2 separate regions of the Macaca mulatta genome follow, and region 2 is linked to region 1. The links are chromatin contacts, called in public Hi-C maps. All regions are on one chromosome and are shown on one strand. Each heading gives the region's core, a stretch centred on a gene start, on an enhancer-like site or on the middle of the called end of the contact. The rest is flanking DNA. Distances are from core to core; before and after follow the strand shown.

Region 1 (3,884 bases), core at 800-3,299:
AGAATTGCTAGAACCTAAGAGGCATTGCTTGTAGTGACTGGAGCCTGGTGTAGTGACTCCAGCCTGAGCGACAGAGTAAGACTATGTCAAAAAATCAATCAATCAATCAATAAAAAGACCAGCCTGGGGTACATAGCGGAACCCCATCTTTCCAACAACAAAGAAAAAGCCCATATATATATATATATATATACATATACATATATATATATATTTTTTTTTGGATATGGAGTGTCGCTCTGCTGCCCAGGCTGGAGTGTAGTGGCACGATCTCTGCTCACTGCAAGCTCCGCCTTGCGGGTTCATGCCTCCTGCCTCAGTCTCCTGAGGAGCTGCGGCTACAGGCGCCCGTCACCATGCCTGGCTAATTTTTTTTGTATTTTTAGTAGAGACAGGGTTTCACCGTGTTAGTCAGGATGGTCTCGGTCTCCTGACCTCGTGATCCGCCCGCCTCAGCCTTTACCCAAAGTGTTGGGATTACAGGCGTGAGCCACCGCGCCCGGCCTCTTTACTGTTCATCAAGATCTCAATGGGGGCCGGTTGCGGTGGCTCACACCTGTAATCCCAGCACTTCGGGAGGCCGAGGTGGGGGATCACTTTTGTGTTTGAGATTAGGAGTTTGAGACCAGCCTGGCCGACATGGCAGAAATGCATCTCTACTAAAAATACAAAAATTAGCCGGGCATGGTGGCAGGCACCTCTAATGCCAACTACTCAGGAGGCTGAGGCAGGAGAGTCGCTTGAGCTCCGGAGGCGGAGGCTGCAGTGACCTGAGATTGTGCCACTGCACTCTAGCCTGGGCAACAGAGCGAGAGTGTCTCAAAAAACCAAAAAAAAAAAAAAAAAAAAAAGTACAAGGGACTGTTGTACTTTGACACTCAAAGGCTTTAATCACCAGGCACTGTGGCAGTCACTGCGGGACTCCATTGTTGGGAGGAGGAAAGCATTGGAGGTCAAGTGACTCTCCCAAGGTCACCCAGCAGGGAAGGGGTGGGGCAGGGCTGGAATCTGGCTGGGCAGGGAGGGTGTTGGTGTCCCCTGGGGACTTGGGGAGGTGCTGGTGGTGAAACCGCCTTTGCAAAATTATGACTGAGACAGTTAAAGAGATCTTTACTGACTCCCCCTTGCTTCTAACCTCCAAGCTGTCCTTGTTCATCCCTGGGCGTAGGCTGAACTAACTTTGGGAGAAACTTAGTTTATAGCTTAATTAATTAATTAATTAATTAATTTGAGACGGAGTCTTGCTCTGTTGCCCAGGCTGGAGTACAATGGTGCAACCTCAGCCTCCCAGGTTCAAACGATTCTCCTGCCTCAGCCTCCCCAGTAGCCTGGATTACAGGTGCCCGCCACCGCGCCCAGCTAATTTTTGTATTTCTGGAAGAGACGGGGTTTTACCATGTTGGCCAGGCTGGTCTTGAATTCCTGAACTCAGGTGATCTGCCGGCCTCGGCCTCACAAAGTGCTGGGATTACTGGCGTGAGTCACTGCGCCTAGCCATGAGAGGGGGTTTCTCTGTGTTCGTCAGTCTGGTCTCGAACTTCCAACCTCAGGTGATCCGCCCGCCTTGGGCTCCCAAAGTGCTGGGATTACAGGGGTGAATCACCACGCCCAGCTTTTTTTTTGTACCCAATGAAACAGCATTGTTGTCGAATGAGTCCTGGGCTTGGAGCTAGAGCAAGCCCTAGACCGTGACTCTTACGGGGGAAAATTAGGTTTTTGGTTTTACTAGGTCGTGTGTGGGGAGGTGTTCGGCGTCCTCCCCCCTGGGACGGGATTCGAACTCGTCATCCGACGGGCCCGCCCATAGGGTCTCCCCGGGTCTCCGCGTCGGGCCGGCGAGTGGGGGAAGGGGGCGCCTGAGGGCAACCGAGGACGTGCGTGCGTATGTGCGTGCGTGCGTGGATTCGGGCGGGCGGGCGAGTCCACGGGGCGGGGCGCCGAAGGGGTGGCGCGCGCGGGGCGGCCGGCTGGGCGGCGGGCACGCGCCGGCCTCTTCGCTCTGGGCCCCCCTCGCGCGCACGGCGAGTGGTTCCGCCCGGCCCCCGGCTCATTGTGCTCGCCTCACGCCGGCCCAAGATGGCGGAGGCGCTGGAGGCCCCGGGCCTGTGACCACAAAGAGGGAGCCGGGGGCCGGGCCGGACCGGAGCGCGGCGGCGGCGGCGGCGGCGGCCGAGGCCGAGGCCAGGCCCCCTCCCCTCAGCCTCCCGCCCCTCCCTCCTGCCCGCCCTCCTCCGCCCACCGGCGGCCCCGCCCCTCCCCCAACCGCCCGCCTAGCATGGTGCGGCGGCCGCGCGCGCGGACATGGGGGAGAAGCTGGAGCTGAGACTCAAGTCGCCCGTGGGGGCTGAGCCCGCCGTCTACCCGTGGCCGTTGCCGGTCTACGTGAGTGCCGTCCCCCACCGTCCCTCCCTCCCGGCCTCCCCTCCTCCGTCGCCCCCGGGGACACCCCAAAACCCCCCAGCCGCGCGCGCCGGTCTCTCCTGGGGAACGGAGCCCTTGGACCCCACTGTCGCTGCTAGGGACCCCCGTTGCTTCCCCGCCGAGGGCCCCGCGGCTGTTTCCAGTAGGGTGGGAGCCCCCCGCGCCCGGGGTGGGAGCGGGAGCCGGCGCCCCCGAGCCCGGTCGCGGTGCCGTTGACCCCGCCGGGCTGTCCCGGGCGCAGAACGGGAGGAGTAGCTCGTGCCGGCCGCGTTTTGACGTGAAGCCCGCCCGGCTTGTTCCCGGCGCTGTCAGTGTGCTCCGCCGCCTTATTTCTCTTTTTAAGGGCATCCTTTTCTGTCTCTTCTCTTCTTTTTTAAAATTAGGCGTTTGTCACGCTTTTCCTACTGGGGCTGGGCGGGCCCGACCCTGGGAAGGTGGGAGATAACGTCCCCTTGAGTGGGCGGGAGCGGTCTGACCTTTGGAAATGGGGAAATTTTGCCCCGGTAATGTTGAGCGGGTATGGGCTGCCCTGGCCCTGGGAAATTATGAATCTTTCACCTTTTAATGCTAGTGGGCGGGACAGGCTTTACCCTTGGAAATCGGGACTTCTGTCCCCCGATCTTGAGTGGGCAGGATTGGGCTCACCCCGGGAGTTAGTAAATTTTGTCTCCTTCATCTTGGTGACCGTTGGAAAATGACAGGCCGGGTGGAATGTTACAGAGGGCACCCCCCGGGGTGGTTCCAGAAACCCGCGTGCGGCTCCCGGGGTGCGAGTCCCGGCGTGGCCCCTGGGGAGGCGGGGCTCGTGCGTCCGCGCTTGGGACCCTCTGAGCACGCTCCGGTCCGGGAAGGGCGCTTTTTCGGGGAAAAGTGAAGCAGGCGCTGTCGGCGAGCGTGTCTGGGGTGCGAGTTTTGGGGGGCGCGCCCGCAGGGCTCGGCCGGGCATCCCCGCGCGCCTTGGGACTCCCGCGCGCGCGCTCGGCTTGTGTCAGTTTTTGGAAACGTGCTCGCTGGGGGCGGGGTCAGGACGCCGAGAGCGCTGGGGAGCCCGGGCTGGCTCACTGCCGCGGGTCCGTGCGAGTGGGAGGGAGAGGGAGAGCGGCTTCCAGCCCGGCCGCACGTCCCGCGCGCGGGGCTGGTGGGGTCGGGCCCTGGGGCTCTGGCTTCCGTGGTTGGGCAGCTCTGGGTGTGCGCCTGGGCGGCCTGACCGGGTTCCGGCCGGGAGAGGTGCTAGGACAAAAACTGAAAGCGGAGGCAGCGCTTCAGCGCCCCGACCGGTTTCCTCCCTCGAATGTTCAAACTCCAGAATCCTTCCAGCCTCCGCTTCTCTCTGTTGGGCTCTCATCGTTTTAGGTGATAGAAGGCGTCCGACCATGACGTTATTACAAAAATTTTATTAGACTGGAGTAGAATGAGGAGTTCTATCTGTGACTGAGGATCAATTGAGCTGGCTTACCACCGTC
Region 2 (3,884 bases), core at 777-3,276, 170 kb after region 1:
CCAGCCTGACCAGTGAGCCAGCCCTCCTCACGGGGACAGATGTGAGCACTGAGGTAGGTAGGTCTCTAACCAAGGTTCCCCTCCCCGGGGTGTGGGCTCGGGCCTGTGACTCTGAGGGGACATGACGTCACTCCTGCACTTAGGTTATGCAGCTGTTTAAGCCCCTGAACCAGCTGACTTTGAGCCAATCTAGAGGGAAACACCCTGGGTGAGCCTGACCATATCAGGTGAGTCCTTCAGGGAGCAAACCCTTTCTCTGCTGTGTGTGTGCGTGTGTGTGATTTATTTATTTTTAGACGGAGTCTCGCTCTGTCTCCCAGACTGGAGTGCAGTGGCGCGATCTCAGCTCACTGCAACCTCTGCCTCCTGGGTTCAAGAGATTCTCCTGCCTCAGCCTCCTGAGTTGTTGGGATTACAGGTGTGCGCCACCACGCCCAGCTAATTTTTTTGTATTTTTCGTAGAGATGGGGTTTCACAAAACCCCATGTTGGTCAGGCTGGTCTCGATCTCCTGATCATATGATCCGCCTGCCTCAGTCTCCCAAAGTGCTGGGGTTACAGGCGTGAGTCCCTGCGCCCCGCCAAGAGCTGCAGCATGCATCACCAGCCCACTGCCCATGCGAATGCTTCCTGCCCTCTGAGAGCTCGCCCTGTCTTCACTAGATTCCATGGAAGAGTCGCAGGCAGAGGCAAGCATCAGGTTAACATGCACGAAACCGCAAACGGTGACAGGTGCCACCAGGATCCTAGAACGATGGGGGGCCTGACGCCAGGGTCAGGGAGGGCTTCCCAGAGCAAGCACCTGTGGAACTTGTGCTTTTGCCGCCCTTTGCAGTCATAATCAGAAGTATGGATTCGGATTTTACTCCAAAACAACGGGGAGCCTCAGAGCTTTTCAGCAGGGAGCAAGAAGCCTCCATTTCTTTTTCATTAGGTGCCTCTGGCCGCTGAGTGGAGACTGACCTTAGTAGCTGTGATTCCCAATCACAGCTTGGGGGTCGGGGGGCGATCCTATCCCCAGAGAACACTAAGCAATGTCTGAGGCTATTTAGGTTGTCACAACTTGGTGGAGGCCAGGGATGCTGCTCAGCACCCTGCAGTGCCCCAGGACGGCCCCACTCCAGAGAATCCGGCCCCAAATGTGTCCACACTGCTGTGCGGGAAAGACCTTGACTTAGAGGGAGGAAGAGGAGAAGCCGGGAGATCTGTGGGGATCTGGGGCAGTCCTTGGACACACAGGACTGCTCTGGAGGCCAAGCCGGAAATCCCAATACCGGCTGCGCCACTGTGACTTTGGGTTACGTTTGTTTCCCGCTCCTTGCCCCAGTTTCCCCGCCTGCAAAATGGCCATACCAGTTCCTACCTCCCGGCGTAATTCGGAAGCCTGCACAAGGTAGTCGGCGTCAAGCGTGTAAAGAGGCGCCTCTGCGGCGGCTCACGCCTGTCATCCCAGCACTTTGGGAGGCCGAGACGGGCGAATCACTTGAGGTCAGAAGTTTGAGACCAGCCTGGCCAACATGGTGAAACCCCGTCTCTACTAGAAATACAAAAATTAACCAGGAGTGGTGGCGCCTGTAGCCCCAGCCACGCAGGAGGCTGAGGCAGGAGAATCGCTTGAACCCGGGAGGCGGAGGTTGCAGTGAGCTGAGATCGCACCACTTGCACTCCAGACTGGGCGACGGAGCGAGACTGCGTCTCAAATAAATACATAAATAAAAATAAATAAAAGAGGCGCCTCTGCATGCATCCTCATCACCTCTCTTGCTGAGTTTATTTTAAAATTTTAAAGGGGGGGTGCCAACGGCGGGAGCCGCCTCACCTTCGCGTCCTCCCTGAAACTTCACCCGGATCGTCTTGTCGATGTACTTGGACAAGTCCAAGATGCTCTCCTTTTTCTTCTTCTCCTTATCCTGCGGGGAAAGCAGAGCGCATGAGGCCTGGAGCGCGGCCCGAGCCCCACGCCCCCCGGCTCCGGATTCCGCCGCGCGCTCACCGCCATCTTGTCGCGCCGTGCGGCTCTTCGCAGACACCGCCCCGTGCCCTGTGACCTCTCCCCTCCCCCCCCACGCGCATGCGCGGCGCATGCGTGGCCCGGGGTCTCGGGGCGTTGCTGGGAAACATCTGCCGACGGTTGCGGCGGGCACCGGCCGAGATGGCGGCGGTGGCGGCGGCTGCGCTGGCGCGGCTTGTGGCGGCCTTTCTGCTCCTCGCGGCCCAGGTGAGCGCGGCACCGGTCCCGACGGCACCGCAGGCTGCGGCCCTTCGGCCTCTCGGCCCCGAGGCTACGCGCAGGAACGACCCCTCTTGGCCCGTCTTGGGGGGTCGAGCCTCGGGGATCCGCGGTCCCCTCGTTGTCGGCCGGCGGTGCCGGGGCCCGGCCGTGACCTTGCGGGGCTGTCCCCGGCTTCTCTCCCTTCCCCGCCTCGGAGGCCCTCCGCCGCTGCAGCGCCCCTCACTTCCCACCGGGCCTGAAGTTTGTGCCCCCTCCATCTCCCGGTTCTGCTTGTCCGTTTCGGGGTCTCCAGCCGCCGCGGGGGACGCCTCTCTCCCGCTCTGTGGCCTTGGGCAGGCGGCCGCCCACCCCGCTCCGAGCCTCAGTTTCCCTTTAGGCGGAATGGCCGGGTGCTAAGCTAACCTCACCCTAGGGGGTGCGGTGGGGGAACCCAGAGGCGTCCCGCGTGTCCCCCAGTGACTGGCCAGCATCCTGGAGCGGCCAAGAGCCCAGCCCTGCACTGGGGTCGTATCCCCGCTCCATCTTTTACTCCGTGACCTTGGACGAGGGAATTCCCTGCTTTGAGCGTCGGTTGCTCGTCTGGAGAAGGGGGGTCGACTATGGTGTGGATTCTGGAGATGCTACCCAGGGTGACCAGCGCCTAGGGACAGCACGCCTTCCTTATATTCATTGTGTATCCTTTGATGTAGAGTGTCAGGTTCTAGCGGGGACAGTCTACGAGATGGCACTGTCGTAACTGCATCTTTTATTTTCTTAATTCCAAGTCTTCCCTCTTACCTGAGTTTGGTGGCTCAGGGAATGGAACCCGGAGCAGCCTCACAAATGCGGCCCTTAACCTTCACTCCTCTCTCAGAGTTCTCTTAAGGCGTTGCTGCCACTGGGCTCCTTCTTAGTCTCCACTCTTCCAGCCCCACCGCCATCCCCCTGCTGTGGCTGCCTTTGTCCCCCACATCCCTAGTCCATCCTCGACACAGCAGGAGTGACCCTTTCAAAGTATGTCAGTCCATGTCGCATCTGGATGAACGTGCCGTCCAGTTGTGACCTGGCGCCAGGGAAGCCTGCAGCTCATTGCAGGAGCTTCGTTGTCTAGTCTTTTCTCTTACCCTGAAACGCCCGTGGTCTCTGCAAGGCTGGAGGGCCCCCTCAGAAGCTTTCTGCGAACCGCACCTCCACCCCCAGCTGCCCTGTCAGCCCCCTGGACTCCCCCCATTCTGAGGCCAGGGACCTAGAGACCCCAGACATTTGGAAGGAGGAGGAAAGCCAAAGGTGGAAGAAAGATAGAAAGATCACAGAACGCTGTGGAGGGAGGGACTCAGTTTGCCTGGGAAGGCTTTTCTGAAGCAGGTGTGTTTTTTTTGTTTGTTTGTTTGTTTTTTTGAGACGGAGTCTTGCTCTGTCTCCCAGGCTGGAGTGCGGTGGCATGATCTCAGCTCACTGCAACCTCTACCTCCCGGTTCAAGCAATTCTCCCACCTCAGTCTCTCGAATAGCTGGGATTACAGGTGCACGCCACCACACCTGGCTATTTTTTTTTTTTTTTTTAAGTAGAGATGAGGTTTAACCACATTGGTCAGGCTGGTCTCAAACTTCTGACCTCAGGTGATCCACCTACCTCGGCCTCCCAAAGTATAGGGATGACAGGCGTGAGCCACC

Evidence for each region. Hi-C and Micro-C count contacts between places; a contact is called where the count stands out from the background.
Region 2: a contact with region 1 is called in a Hi-C map of cortical neurons, with 2.3 times the contacts expected there. The contact joins the promoter of LSM7 here to the promoter of DOT1L in region 1. A contact is called at or near these places in 3 of 14 Hi-C or Micro-C datasets (cortical neurons, fetal cortex germinal zone and liver).

The regions. Positions count from the first base shown.
Region 1 is chr19:2,904,809-2,908,692 of T2T-MMU8v2.0, forward strand. DOT1L (DOT1 like histone lysine methyltransferase) reads left to right here and starts at 2,050. Exons shown (of 28, transcript XM_077978913.1): 1 at 2,050-2,382. The coding sequence starts at 2,302.
Region 2 is chr19:3,076,332-3,080,215 of T2T-MMU8v2.0, forward strand. It overlaps LSM7 (LSM7 homolog, U6 small nuclear RNA and mRNA degradation associated), which reads right to left and starts at 2,027. Exons shown (of 4, transcript XM_015122421.3): 1 at 1,993-2,027; 2 at 1,819-1,909. The coding sequence starts at 1,998. It overlaps SPPL2B (signal peptide peptidase like 2B), which reads left to right and starts at 2,112. Exons shown (of 16, transcript XR_013409458.1): 1 at 2,112-2,217. LOC144336976 (a long non-coding RNA gene) reads left to right here. Exons shown (of 5, transcript XR_013409525.1): 3 at 1-53; 4 at 144-227; 5 at 663-1,751.